2 separate regions of the Mus musculus genome follow, and region 2 is linked to region 1. Evidence: chromatin contacts called from public promoter capture Hi-C data. All regions are on one chromosome and are shown on one strand. Each heading gives the region's core, a stretch centred on a gene start, on an enhancer-like site or on the middle of the called end of the contact. The rest is flanking DNA. Distances are from core to core; before and after follow the strand shown. Region 1 holds the start of Eaf2 (ELL associated factor 2). Region 2 holds the start of Hspbap1 (Hspb associated protein 1).

Region 1 (2,700 bases), core at 96-2,595:
GATTAAGTCTAAAAATATGAAAGTATTGCTGAACCCAAAATAATTATTTAGAGAGCATGTATTAACTCATTTAACCACCTCAACAATTCTAAGGAATGGCATTATTTTTTACATAGCTATTATTATTTCCCCAATTCTAATGATAAACACATTTGTTTGATTTGCTTGCACAAAAATCACATTGAGAGTATGAAGCTGACGTACAAGCCCAGAGATTCTGGCTTCAGAACCTTCGTGCATAAATACATTGAACAATCTCTCCTTGTATCTTTAAAGGGTAGAAGGCAAAAAATAATCCCTCATCCATCTGAAAAAAATAAATTGACAAACCTATTTAAGGTAGAAGTGCTGAAAGCATAGTCTGATGCCACAATTAACCTGAAGAATCACCTGAGGGGGCTCACTGTAGACTTTCTCTGAATAATCCTCCAATACAAAGCACGCTTTCTCCTACTTCATAACACTTCTGTGAGGTGGGGTGTGTGTGTGTGTGTGTGTGAAGGCAATTATCAATCAATTGACGCTCTTACCCTACTGCTAGACTGATCTCTGAGAAATCAAGAGTCCCAAGGCCGCGCTCTTCAGTGCTTCCAGGAATCACTACAGAAACAAATGCCAGAAACAAACGTACAGCAGTCAGTTACCCCTAACCCTAGGCTTCTCCGTCGCCTCCGGAAACGCCCCCTCCTCAGGTCCTAACCCCGGCGGGAAAAGCCTGTGTTTTTAAAGGGCTAATTAAAAAATAATAAATAAATAAATAAATAAATAAGAAAGAAAGAAAGAAGAAAAAATAAATAAATGAACGGCCCTTAAAGGTAACTGCGCGGCTTCCAGAGGTTTCCAGTCTGGTCACATCACCTGAGGGGGCGCGGCTGGGGTTCCAGACCCGCCTCAGAGCAGCTAGGCCTCAGGAGGCCCCAGGCCTGGGCCCGGCCGCCACCTCTCGTCAGGCGTCCGTTTCCACACCAAACCTGCGGGCCCGGCGCGGAGGAGGCCCACGCTCCCGTTACCAGGCCCCGCCAGGCAGTTCTGCCCTGGGTGTCTGGCGTCCTAGCTTCCCCGCCCCCCTAGGGCCTTTCCTCCATCCCAGCCGCCATCTCGGGTCTGTTACCTCATCTCTTTCCCCGCGTCCGTCCACCTCAGGGCCCGACCCGCACAGCGTACCTCAGCGAGGCGGTCTCCGCCGAGCTGTGTGCGTCGCGACGCGGGAAGGGGGCTAGGGGCGGGGATGGTGGCCAGGGGCGGGGCGGGGCCCTGGGGCGAGGGGCGGGGCAGGTGTCTCCAGACAGCCAATCAAGACTCGGGGCGCTCCAAGGGGCGGCCGCACGCGTCTGGAGGTGAAAGGAGCTGGTCCCGGGCACCGAACTCAAGCTCGCAGCCAGTGCAGCTGTTCCAGAGGCTGTGGCAGGGGACGGCGAAGGCCAAAAGCGGGAGGCAGGGGACGAGGATGAGTGGACCAGCGGGACTTGCATACCTGGACCGTCGCGAGCGGGTTCTCAAGCTAGGCGAAAGTTTCGAGAAGCAGCCGCGCTGTGCCTTCCACACCGTGCGCTGTGAGTGCAGACTGTACCCCGGGTTCCTTCTGGGATGGGAGGGTGGTATGGAGACAGACTCCTCCGGATTCTGTAATTCTGTCCCCGCCGCTCTTTGCTCCCCGGGAGACCAGATGGCACAGTGATCCACTACCCAGTTGCCAGCCTCTGTGCAGGCACCTGGCGTCCCACAGTGTAGGAGAACCCTGGAAGGGTTTAAGTGAGACTGACAGACCTGAGAGGAAGTTTTGTGGGACGATCTGCACGGGTGGCTGTGGAGACTAGCGTGACAAGTGGATGGTGCAGAGTTTGAAAAGGTGACAGACAGATGGAACAAAGGACCGAATGCAGGGCAAAAGTGATGTGGAGAGGCCACAAGGACATTTCTTCCCCATTCTGGCTGATGAGGGTTCCCATTTAGTTTGTTCTTGGGAAGAGATTGTCAGCTGTCTCAATCGTTTGTATCTCTTTCCATCTCAGATTTCATGGTCAACTAAGTAATTACTGATTATCAAAAATTGAAAGATTTTTTTATCTAGTTTCTTTACTTTAAAAATCTACCTCCTAATGATTTCTACCCTTTGGTGTTTTGTTCTCTGGGATCTATTTTAATAGGTTATCTCTAATATTGTTGAAAAAGAGGTTATAATGAGCCTTTTCGTTTTAGTAATTAAATGAGATGCCAGCACGAAAAATATAACTTAATTTTGTATGTAAAACTTCTTTTTTGCATAATAGGCCACAGAATTCTAGCGCATAAGGGAAAGGTCACTGAGTTGTGACCTCTGTGTGTGTGTGTGTGTGTGTGTGTGTGAAATTGTAGATTTTTTTTCACATCTCTTTTGCAGCCCAGCTCTTCTTTACTGTCTGCTTGTCCTACATTCTCCACCATTCTGTCCTTTTCCTTACAAGGTTTATATTCTGAAAAACACTCATTTAAAACTCAGTCTTCAAAGTTTAAGTTGTAGACAATTCATCTATAATAACTCAGAGTAAATGTAGGAAGAACCAATGGGTTTAACCTTCCATTGATTATATTTAAGCTTTATAAAAAGGCTGCATTAAGCAAAAATATCATGTTTTGGTGGAATAAATGGGAGAAGTTTACCAACAGAACTTCAGTAGTGCTCCTTGTTTATTTTGCTCTGGGTTACCATCCAGAGTTCCC
Region 2 (2,700 bases), core at 114-2,613, 1.1 Mb after region 1:
TTCTAATCCTTCCCAGATTTCCACCAACTGGGGACCAAACATTTAAGTAGATGAGCCTATGGGGCCGTTTTTATTCAAACCACCACAGGTTATTTCCACAAAGCGCTTAACATCTAGTAGAATATGCAAGGGTTAGAGATATTTGGAACCTGCAAGATGGGTACAAGTATGATGGAAAGGGAATCGACCAGTCAAGAACGTACGAAACCCACATTTTATGGCTAATTAAAAATGTTTAAGAATGTACAAACAGAAGAGATGCTTAGAGACCTCAACAGACCCAGTGGGCATTTTCTCCAGGCTCCGCCCCACAGTTACCTGGCAACAGCCAGGTGTCTGACTCATGGTAAAAGGGGCTGATTGCCCCTCCTCTTTCTCTTGCTCTCTTGCCCTTGCTCCTTAACCTTTCTCCATTCCCCTCCCCCCTCCACGTGCTCATGGCCGGCCTCTACTCCTCTTCTCTCTCTGCCTTTACTCGCTCAACTCCGCTCCCATACCCTGAAGAAACTCTATTCTCTACTATACCTTTGTGTGGCTGGTCCCTCAAGGGGAAGGGATGCCTCAGCATGGGCCCGCGGAGCGGAGGCACCCCCTTCCCCAACACCTGACTACACATCCACCAAACATATTCTCCTTATTTTTATAAAACACAACAGACCCCAAATTAAATTTTTGTGTAGGTCACGGTTTTTGGAGCTTGGATTTTAGTGGAGGTTCTAAGTCCAATACAAATTATTAAAGAATCTTACGTGTCACTTTTGCTGTTGAATGGTGGATAAGAGAGGCATAAAATAGGATACAGGACACATTATCAGGAAGATAAATTGGTTTTTTAAAAAATGAGAGAATGATTTGGGACAGGAGAGATGGACTGTCAAGTAAAAACCCCTGGTGCACAAGTCTGGCGAACTCCCCAGAGACCTCCATAAAAAGTTATGGTCGCATACACCTGGAATCCCAACAGAGACAAGAGAATTGCCACAAAATTCCCTCAGAGGCCAGCGATCCTGGAGTCCTCAGAGGAACTTCTTACTCCACAGTGGTACTTGTCCCGATAGATCAGAAAACTGATCCGCACGACGTTAAGAAGCCACATGCTCTAAAAAGTCACTTTCTCCCAGGCCTAACACGCCGCGGGCGAGACTTGGGATGGAGCCGCGCCCATCCGCACCGCTCGGAGGCACTTCGGCGTCCCTGGCTCGCACCTACCTTCCTCCCCCACAGTTCTCTCGCCCAGGGTCGGGGGCGCGATGCCCTCGCAGCCTGCTGCCATGGTTATCGCGCCGAGGATGGAGAGAGCGCCAGGTGAGAGGGCTCACCGGGATCTGCGGCTTCCACACAGGAAGGATCCTCCGCCTCTGCCGGAACCGGCGCCGCCGCGGTCACGTGACGGCGCTGGGCGTGGCCACGCCGGTTTGTTTTGCTCTTTGGAAGCTGAAAGGCGGCGAGCACGTGGGCTGGGCTGTGGCTCCTTTCTTCCACCCTTAGCGTCTGCTGTTTCTCTTCCTTCTCTAGTCGGATCCTCCATCTTCGCCTTGGCTTTCTCTCAGTCGGACTCGCGATTTAGGAGACCCCGGGGCTGGCGTGCCTACTCTTCCACCTTGTTGGTTCCCTTGGCATCAGTGCCATTCCAGCTGGTTTTCGTGACTGCCTGGGAATACGAACCCCTTGAAGGCGTTCCCTGTGACTCATTTGCTGAGCCAGATATGTCAGCAAATGACTAGTTTTCAAGGACACAGGCAGCTGTCAGAGTTCTGGATTTGTGCATTTGAACAAATGAATGTCTATGTCTATGTGGTCAAGAGATGCACAATCTCCAGCTTTTGCCGTTTATTTAGTCTGGCTAACATACCAAGAGAGAGATCTAGGTCACTGTCTTCCAACTTTAACACAATCCATATTATTTACCCGTTTGCATGACAAACAAAATGGGTAGAAAAAACTCTTTATATGTATGAAGGAAAATTGGCTAGTTTATAATCTCACTGGATGCGTAAGACACATACAAAACCAAATGGTCTTCATGAAACAATACCCTGAGACCTTCCTAAACTTCAGTATCCTGCCGTCTATAATTTCTGCAGTTAGAAACCCAATAAAAACAAAAGTAAGCCTAATATAGACCCAAGCATTGGGATAAGTGACCCGAGGTCAGCGAGTTGTTTATTAGGCACGTGATGTAAACTTGGGCACTTCCTCCAAGCAACCCGCGAGTGACTGACTCAGCCTACTTCGCTCCAGTCTCCCAGCCGGCCGCGATCTTCTACCCTTTCCACTCGTAGGGTCCCGGGCTTCTCCCCGGGGCATTCCTGGGTTCCCAGCGAGCAGGGTGGACCCCGCCTCGCCTCCTCCCCTCGGGCTCGGGCGGCGCAGGCGCAGCAGACGCGCCCGGGAGGCCGAGGACTAGAGCAGCTCCGGCTCCGGCTCCCGCTCCACCCGCCCAGTCAGCTCCCGGCTGGTCTGCGGCCACCGGGACGCGTCGGGCAGGGCCGGCGGGCGGCGTCGCCATGGGCTCGGGTTGGAGCAGCGAGGAGGAGGAGCGGCAGCCGCTGCTGGGGCCGGGGCTCGGGCCTGCGCCGGGGGCTGCGCGCAGGGGCCGGGAGGCGACGGCCGTGCTGCCTGCGGCGGGCCCGAACCCCGGGAGGGTGTACGGGCGCCGCTGGCTGGTGCTGCTGCTCTTCTCGCTCCTCGCGTTCGCCC

The links. Promoter capture Hi-C pulls out the DNA fragments that hold promoters and counts their contacts.
Region 2: a contact with region 1 is called in a promoter capture Hi-C map of pre-B cells, with 5 times the contacts expected there. The contact joins the promoter of Hspbap1 here to the promoter of Eaf2 in region 1. A contact is called at or near these places in 9 of 39 promoter capture datasets (the 3T3-L1 cell line, 3T3-L1-derived adipocytes, the C10 cell line and 5 more), 1 of 484 Hi-C or Micro-C datasets (CD4 T cells), 2 of 115 datasets of contacts at active chromatin or transcription factors (astrocytes and large pre-B cells) and 1 of 9 other capture datasets (adipose tissue).

What each region holds. Positions count from the first base shown.
Region 1 is chr16:36,826,904-36,829,603 of GRCm38.p6, reverse strand. It overlaps Eaf2 (ELL associated factor 2), which reads left to right and starts at 1,345. Exons shown (of 6, transcript NM_001113401.1): 1 at 1,345-1,553. The coding sequence starts at 1,448. Iqcb1 (IQ calmodulin-binding motif containing 1) reads right to left here and starts at 1,204. Exons shown (of 15, transcript NM_177128.4): 1 at 1,112-1,204; 2 at 531-600.
Region 2 is chr16:35,769,049-35,771,748 of GRCm38.p6, reverse strand. Hspbap1 (Hspb associated protein 1) reads right to left here and starts at 1,363. Exons shown (of 8, transcript NM_175111.3): 1 at 1,210-1,363. The coding sequence starts at 1,273. Slc49a4 (solute carrier family 49 member 4) reads left to right here and starts at 2,379. Exons shown (of 9, transcript NM_153550.4): 1 at 2,379-2,700. The coding sequence starts at 2,508.